Regions from separate parts of the Arachis hypogaea genome. Here region 2 is linked to region 1. Evidence: chromatin contacts called from public Hi-C data. All regions are on one chromosome and are shown on one strand. The core of a region is the stretch at or near the end of the contact, and the rest is flanking DNA. Distances in the headings are between cores, read along the strand shown. Region 1 holds the start of LOC112750833. Region 2 has its middle 4.3 kb from the start of LOC112747180.

Region 1 (4,605 bases), core at 840-3,339:
TTATGTTCACCATACTTATTTATTTTGTTCAATTAAGATTTTTCGTAATAAAATAGTTATGTGCAAACACATGATTACAAAAGGCCTTTTTGTAAATTTCTAAACACTTGAACAAATTAAACAACAAAAATAACCTTATTTCATGTTCTAAAGTAAAATCTAGAAAGGACGTAATGTAAGTATAACAACTAGAGCAGAAGTGAGCGTAGCTATATTAAATTACCAGAGAGGTCAGTGTAGTTTATCCTATAAACAATTACATAAGTCTTCAAATTTCTGAGACACTACTCAATTAATTACATAATCTATCTAAAGTTCCATGTCTATCTTGTGCCATATTTAAGCATGTCAGATTCTAACTACGATTAAGCTAGTTAACAACGGCAATTTGCTACAATTAGATCAAAACAAACTAGTCCTCTAAATCCACGTTGCTCTCATGAATATGATAATTTATAAATTGCGGTGAGGAATTTATTATAGGAAAAAATAATTCAAATTCATACCTTTCCATGCATTCCCTCAATAGCCTTCAGAGATTCCTGTTCAGTTGCATATCTAAGAAATGCAAACCCTCTTGGTCTATTTGCAATTTTATCCATCACCAAATTCACTGCTCAAAGTTATGCGCATACATTACAATTATTAAAAAGTACTACCATTACCAACAAATAGCATAATAAAATAAAATAAAAAAAGTACTTCAGCATTTTCTGTTCCTACCTTCTAAAACTTGACCAAAATTCATAAATGCATTTCGCAAGCTTTCTTCAGTGGTTCGAAAAGATAACCCTGAAATAGAAAAGGAAACAAGATATATAAAGTAGATGCAAATAAACAATATCAAAGTCTCAGAAACAAAGCTATTCAACATGGCGAGATGGCAATGGAATGAAATCACAAGGAATCACAGCATATCAATGAAGCGCTGAAGTTCAGTTCGGAGGAAATGCAGTTGCAATGAAAAAAAAAAAAAATAGTAATCAACCTTTACTAGAAATTGTGCTGCTAGATGAAATGAGCATTGTTTGCTTTACTCTATTATTAGGTATTCGATTAACTCAGCTTGAGGAACTATGGCTACGAATATGAGCACAGGACTCGTCCGCTCCTAGAACTAAAACACGGGACAAATGCGAGGAAATGAGCTTGCTTACCACTTGACCACCATGGTGTTTGTAGATGAAATAGGCAAAGAGTCTAAGTTGTATTGGACAACAGTTTTCTATTTCAGGCCTAATAGTTATATGTAAAAGAAAAATAACATGATGAAAAACACCTAATGTGAGATAGATTAATTACTCATAATCACTTTTCTTAAAGAGAAAAAAAAAAAAAAGAATTAAAGTCATTCACAGTCATCATTCGTCCTAACTTTATAAAAAGAAAAAAGCCTTCCACTTCTGTAATGCATATTAACAACTGACACCATTACAGCATCCAATTCCTCCGAATGAGAGCAACCACGTTACCATCAATACAATTTAAGCTAAGCTATTATCAAAGGCTTCCAATGATAAAACTATTCATATGTATAAGCAAATCAAAAGATATTCCCCCTAATTTTGCCACTAATTCAACCCAACTGGCCAGACCCATAAAACAAAACAAGGGAAAGTTATCATCTTTGCAACTGTAGGTCGAATTTTGAATAAGAAAATTGAAAAGGTGTAGTTAAAGTAGCTAACCACTAACATAGAGCTTAGTTGAAGGAGGAGCAGCAGAAGAAGAACTTGGTTTGCTATTGGAATTAGAAGAAGTTGATGATGATGATGAATCAGAAGCATGTGGTTGAGGGAGACACGCCAACACATAGCAACAACACTTGCTGCTGAACGGTGATGAAGAAGAAGAAGAAGAAGAAGAAGAAGGGAAAGGGATTGTTATGCGGTTGGTTTTGGAGCAATTATGATAAAGTTTGCGTTTTTGGGTGAAAATGAGAGAATTTGAAACGGGTAATGATGGAAACGGAGATTGAGGAAGTTGTGCACCAAAGACGATGCTGTTAGCAATATTAGCCATTTCCTTCCTCTGCTATGCTTTGAAAAACACAAGCCAAGAAGAGCAAGCAAGTAGCACATAATAACTAAATAAAAAAATATATATTAATATGGGTTGGGTTATGACAAAAAAAAATTGGGTTGGAGTATGTTGGACTTTTTTTTTTGGTGACGATTATGTTGGATTTGAAATTTGGGTAATATACTTATATATCAAAATATACCAAAAATTTAAAACATCATAACCAACCCATAATAATCAAATTGGATTGGTTTAGGAGTTAGCTCACTAGTTGGTTTAAAAGAGTGTCAGAATTTGAATCCTGCTCTGTCATCTGTGCATGCAGTAACCTATTAGCCAATGACAAATCTTTAAATGAAGTTTTGATTCACGACAGATTAGTCATTGACCTGCCGAGTTGGAAGATATCATGGAAAGAAAACGGTAATGTTAGGAAGACAAAAAATGGCCACAATTTGTCATATTTAACATTTATTAATTATTATAATAATTAACGAATATTAAATAAGATAAGTTTTGGCTAATTTTTTTTGTTAACAAATATTTTCGGAAAAAAAAATAATGCATTAATAATTGTTTATTTTAAAAAAAATTAGGTAATCTTGATTAATTTTCTTTTCCTTTATGTTAAGTTTGAGAAGATAAAAATAATAATTTGATGATAATTAACTAAATATTATAATTTTGGGTTAAAAGTCCAATTGTATGTTTAGTGTAATAGGCCCAAAATCCTCTTAAACAGCATACTTTTCTTCTCTCTGGTCTATAAACAAATGATCAAACACTCTCATATCTCTTTAATTTGTGACCCATATGACTAACCCTAAATTAAAGAAGAAAGAGAACTCTCACAAGTAAAAAAGGGTTGCTCAGCTTAGGGTTCAATCAAAAGAAAAAAGGTGATTACTAAATCCAAACAACAAAGAAGAAAGAAGAAAAAAAAAAGTCAGAAGCTAGTACACAAAAGTAAAAAGCAAATCAAATGTTGAATTAGAAGAAAATTAGAACAATATTTTCATCTTTGTACTTTCATTGCAGTTTGTTGAAGTTGCCTTCCTCCTGCATGCATTATTTGGGTAAGATGAAAAAATAGATGTTGTGTATCATTGCTACCAATCAAAGGTCAAAAATAAAACTTGGAGTCAAAGAATGGATGAATGACTTAGATCTTTGAAGCCAAAAGAAAAATGAAAAAAGAGAAGCAACAAGGTAAGGATGCATGCCAACTCTAATCACTACTGCTATCAAATCTCTTCTCTGCGTGACTACTCTGATTTTGAGGAAGAAGAACAAGTCAGAGGTGTTCAACCAAGATCAAATTTTGGAAGCTTTACTCTTCTTTAAAATGGGTAAACGGCCAGAAATTGAAGTAAGGAGAGTGAGCACACTATTTGGATATTCATAGCTTTCAAGCTATCCCTTTTTCTTCTCCATGGCTTTATATTGAATTTTCTAATCTTCAGTTTTTATCTTTTTTTGTTTCTTATTAATGAAAAAAGACATTAGGTGAGTAGGTGAGGTAATAGGAAAAGACATTGAGAGAAAAGACAAAGAGAGTATTCTTAGAGAAAAGCCATAAAATTATTTGAAACTCTTTTGTTTATATTTCTGTTTTGTATTCATGATTCTGAGGAGATTTTCTTACTAAGTTGGGTGAGTACTTAGTGGTTAAAAGTCTAGAGAGTGAACATAGCCAAATCAAGCTTGGGTAGAAGTTTGGTTTGTCCCAGATAGAATTGCATAGAATAATAGAAAATTGGTGATTGTAATCTTTGTGAAAGATGGTGAAAATTCTACCACTGTTGTGGTAGATACTAGATGTAGGCTACATTACATAAGATGGTTGAACCAGGATATATGGCTGTGTATCTCTTCTCTGCTCTGTTATTGGTTTCTTTTGATAAGAGACAAAATAAAATTGTTTTCTGCATAATCAACTTAGAAGAAGTCACAACAACCCAGTTTGCTTAAAAGTAACCTGTTTGCTCTATTCCTGATTAATCGTTAAGAGACAAAACAAAATTGTCTCCTGCATAATTAACATAGTAGACTCAACAGCAACACTGAGTAAAATTCAGTTTCAAGTTAAGTGTACAAAAATTAAAGTGGCCATAGATTCAACTCCCCTTCTCTAGGCCATTGATAACCTTCAATTGATATCAGAGTCAGGTCTCAAGGAATCAAGTTTCACAGCTTAGAGCAAAGATCTAATGGCCAATAATTTGGGTGGGAACATAATGGCTTAAACACTCACTGAGGGTCCGTCCAACAATAGACTTCCCTTCTTCAATGGCAAGAACTACACCTACTGAAAGGAGAGAATGATGATATTTGTGCAATTCATTGATTACAATATTTGGAAGATCATTATGAATAGTTTGAAAGTTCCAACAAAAATAAGTGCAGAAGGAGTGGTAACTCCCAAAGAAGAAGCCGAATGGAACAACAAAGATAAGAAGAAGGTGGAGCTAAACGCAAAGGCAATCAACATGATGCATTGCTCAATTAGTTTTGGAGAACACCGGAAGGTATCAAGGTGCAAAATAATAAAAGAGATTTGGGATAAACTCCAAGTCACTCATG
Region 2 (4,751 bases), core at 609-3,108, 82 kb before region 1:
AACCTATTTTATCTGTTTTTGGGTCAGGAGAACAAACCTGTTTAGATGTGGATTGTAGTTTCTATTTCTTTTTCTATTACAATTTTGGGCCATAGAAAGTGCCCATCATTATAGGTAGACTGATTAATTCGTTGGGCAGTGAATAAAGTCCAATATAATTATATAATCCGATTTATTATTTGGGCTTTGTAAACATCCTTGCAAATCTGGTTATCTAGTTTTGAACTCCAAAAAGCACCAGTGTGCAAAACAGAACCTCCAAAAATCCACCCCTTCAGCAAAAATAAAATAGAACTCTAAAACCATGCTGAGAGGAATCAAAATTATCTAAGGTGAGAAAAAATGAGTAAAGTGGTAAAGTGAGAAGTTAATCAATAATGGAGCACATATTTTACGAAAATTACAAAATCAATAATGATTAATATCCCTCATTTTATCACTTTATTAACTTTCTCAATTTAAAATATCTAAATTTCATAGAGAGTACACACTTAAAATTAGTTACTGACATTGAAAAGATTCTCAAAATTCTACGTTTTAGTTTTAGTTTTAGTGCTAGATGTTTGATGAAACAACATTGTTTAATTTTAATGGTTATATTTTTTTGGGACATAAGACGTTTTATGATTCATTAAGGTTAAATAATATCATTCCATCAAGTATTTAGCGTAAAAGATAAACTAATGTCATTTCGTCTAGTCCAGCGTGGAAGGATATGTGAGGAGTAACTTGATTTAGTTATATACTTAATATTTTAAAATAGAAGGGTAAAATTGATTATTTTTTAAAATATTAAGAATAAAATTAAATTAAATCAAATTAAATATTAGATATAATTTTAAAAAGTTAAACATTAAGAAAGAAAAAACGTAATTTACCCAAAAAAAAAAATTTCAAAAAAGTAGTCAAATCCAAAACATGTAGTCATTAGATTGCTTGGTTTAAATTGATTTGTAGAGAATAAGGAGAATAAGAGTGAAAGTGATAACGCTCGTACCCATAAAAGATCCTTACTACTAGTTACGACACAAGCGTCCCATGAAGGCCATGATTGGTTATTATACAAAGAAGGGTTCCCTATCCCCACCAACATTGGTCATTTGCTACCATATATTTTGTCAAAATCACATTTCCTATATATATATATATATATATATATATATATATATGGATATTGATTCTCCTTAATCAATAATACTATTTATTTATTATATATTATTTTTAAATTATCGATCTTTAATTCTTTACAATGAAAAATTTTTCAATCACCATAAAAAATAAAAAATAAAGAATAATTTGATAAAAATATAAAAATAAGAGTAACAATATCAAATTTAAGAGGAGTATATATATAAAACTTAGTTTTAGAGTAGATATCAACATTAAACAAAAAAAAGAAAAGAGTACGTAATTTAGTCTACAATTTTAAAAGTAGCATTTTTTATGTTTTATTTATATTTAGAATTCTCTATTTGATTTTCATTCTACTCTTTTAAATGTTTTTAAAAATAATTTTATATTTTATATTTTTTTGCTAAACAATAAAGAAAAGAAAAATTAAAAACAAGAGGGGAAATTAAAAGAATTCTCATTCTACACTAAAAAAAAAAAAGCAGTTATATAATATAGGAGTAGACACAATTTTGGATATCAAAATGAAGAGATTTTTAATTTTTTTTTTTACAATATCTTTTTCGACAAATTAAAAACTAATTTATTACAGTATTTAACTCTATTTAAGAGTTTTGCCAGGATTAAGGATCAGTGACAATGGAAAAGCAGAGTATAATGGCACCCGCCACGTTTACGGGATTGGTATAAGGTATTCCCCACAAGAACGCACAAACAGCATGACTTATATTATTCATTGATTGATCATTTGATTGTGATAATTACTAGATATAGTTTTCTCGCCAGGTGGCTGCTCCTCATTCATAGTATTTTCCATATTAAAAATCATTGATATTTTTTATACAATCATTGTTTGTTGGTTTGGTTTTTCTTCGGAGATAATATCTTCTCCTCAACCTTATGTGCTTGATTTATTATTCCCAACAGCCATGTCATTGCTCCGCTTATTTTAAGAACAAAAAATAAAATAATAATTAAATACATACATTACCAACCGCCATGGCTGAAATTATAAGAAACGTATAAGAGAAGGAGTTGAATCATACTTTAATTTTTTATCTGAAATAAAAATTTAAAGACGCTTCAAATCCCAAAACTTGTATGCAGCAAATATATATTAGTATAGATTGGTAATCTTATTTTAAGTTCTTTAAAATAGATTATCAGATACCAAATTTTAAGGAAACACTTTCTGAGATCTTCACAGATTTCAAACAACTCTTAAAATATTTTTTAGTTATCTCATATGTAACAGAAAATAGCTTATGAAATTAAGATAAATAAATAAATAAATTATAAATAGATGAGATAATGATTTAGAAGAAGTATAATAAATATTAATTTGGCCTAATATATTTATGTTTTGTCCTAATTAAGAAGCTCAAGAGTTTCATTTATACAATAAGTGTATAGAAGATATTATTTGTAGAGAAATTTTTTTATCCTATAACTTTACTCAAACTGAATGATAATCAAATTCAAGAACTTTTAAAATTCTAATGATTTTTTTGGGTAAGACTTTAATTAGATATTTCACCAACCTAAGAACGTAAATAGTATTTTTTTAATTCTTTTTAAGATTATAAAGTGACTCAAATCGTCTCCTCACCAATCTAAGAATCTTAAATATTCTATTATTTCCATCTCAAGTTAAAAGTGATTTAGGTTAAATACTCTATCAACTTAAAAACTTTATTTTCTAACCTTATGCAAGACTCAGATTAGACTACAATCTACCCTAATAACTTTAGATATTTTTTTTTAATTTTTTCAATACTAAAAGTCACTACTAGATCAAGTTACAAAGAAAAATATTTAATTCAAAAAGTAGCTATAACTAGGGTGTTGAAGAACTTCATAAACTTAATAATTTAGTTTGAGAACTTCCCCTTGTGTTTTGAGAATGTTCAAATATGTTATAAGATGAACATAAACTACCCTCATATAGAATGTAATCTCGTCTAATATAAAAATGTAATTTGCCTAGATTACAACTTGAAAAAAAAATTCTTTTAAGATAGAAAAATGAAAAAGAAAGCAATACAAAACAAAAAAATAAAAATTTTCAGCACATCTTCTAGGGTTTTGAATTTTATATATATAGACAAAGAGTATTAAAGTTCCATTTAACTCTTCTTTTGTCTTTGTCTCCTCAAAAAGATGGTGAAGGCCAATATATTTTGCTTGTGCCGATGCCTGTTATCATATATCGAAATTTTGTAGTGTATTTGTTGCAGATGGTCTTGTTTACTCAACTTAACTTCAAAGGTTATATTCTGGTTCAAAAAATACCTAATTTATTTATATTATATAAAGAAATATTTCTTAGTACATTTTACACTTGAACACTAAATAACACATTAATAAAATTATTAAATTATATTTAAATTTATTAATTATCAAAATATATTTTTGAAATATCATGGAGTTAACAATGGCATCGGTGACATATTTCTTAAAATTAGAAATAAACTTGAACTAATATATTTATTATCAAAAGCCAAGCAATTTTTTTAAATAATGACCAATTTTTAGTGTAACACTCAATTATTAAATTTTATTGTATTTTTTTTTTTAAATTTGAGGGGGGAGAAGAGAGACAAATTCATAGGGGCGAATTGCAGTAGCAGAATTCTTTTTATTTTCAAATATTTAAAAATACAATACACAAGGACCTATTGTGGGACATATTGTATTTTTCTGATTAAAAAAATATGGAAAAGTCTATGGGGCAGCAACTTTTGTGTTTTGTGGCCAGCACTTAACCATCAAAAGAAAAGTGAGTGATCTCCCACCATTGGATGTAATCTCACACCATTAAAAACACTATTGATGGCCAATTGATGGTTACAAAACACAAAAATTACTGGCCCTAACACTCCTCAAAAAATATAACTAGGGTATTATAAAACGAAAAATGGATTTGTTAGATTGAGTTTGAGAGTGTTTTTTTTTTAAGTGTGAAAGTGTAATAGTATAAAAATAAAGAGAAGTGTTAGTTTAAAAATATACTATAAATGACATATTTTTTTTCAAACATCTAAGGGTGTGAGTTTTGTATATAAAAATCTATGTGATGTTTTTTCTTTTGTAATACCATATGAAAAATTTAAGAGTATATTTTGTCAATATGTTGATAATTAAATATTAAAGAGAGTCACAAATATTCTTTATAAACAACTTATGTTAGTAGTTGGTGGTTTTGTTTAATTTCAAATAATGTATGTGGCTGACGAAACAAGTATGCAAGAGATGTTTTCGATCTACCAGCAAACACGGATACAAGTGGCAATTATCGATTTATCTGGGATAGTCTTATTAAGAGAAAGTTTTGTTCGGTTATAAGACGATATAATGGTAGACACACATACACCAAAACTATAATTTCTCAAGATCGTGCCAAGCTAAACTCAAACATGATTGCAGAGGTGATACAGCTATTAGTTGAAGCTGATCCATTTTTAAAGGTAAAATCTGTAATTATTGAAGTGAAGTCAAAATTCAATTATATAATAAGTTATCGCAAAGCATAGTTAGTAAACAAAAGGCAATTGTGAAAATTTTTTGTGGTTGGGAAGCTTCTTATAAGTTCTACCGACGTGGTTTGAAGCAATGGTACA

What was found. A called contact is a pair of places that touch in the nucleus more often than the background predicts.
Region 2: a contact with region 1 is called in a Hi-C map of leaf, with 2.8 times the contacts expected there. The contact joins the enhancer-like site here to the promoter of LOC112750833 in region 1. A contact is called at or near these places in 4 of 8 Hi-C or Micro-C datasets (leaf and an unstated tissue).

The regions. Positions count from the first base shown.
Region 1 is chr15:136,447,903-136,452,507 of arahy.Tifrunner.gnm2.J5K5, reverse strand. It overlaps LOC112750833, which reads right to left and starts at 2,089. Exons shown (of 4, transcript XM_025799705.3): 1 at 1,689-2,089; 2 at 724-792; 3 at 507-613. The coding sequence starts at 2,022.
Region 2 is chr15:136,529,093-136,533,843 of arahy.Tifrunner.gnm2.J5K5, reverse strand. No RefSeq gene overlaps it. Among protein-coding and RNA genes, the nearest start is that of LOC112747180, 4.3 kb to the left of the region's middle. Within about 2 kb of position 1,858, at least 1 of the 3 cell types and tissues checked has open chromatin away from gene starts, as enhancers often do.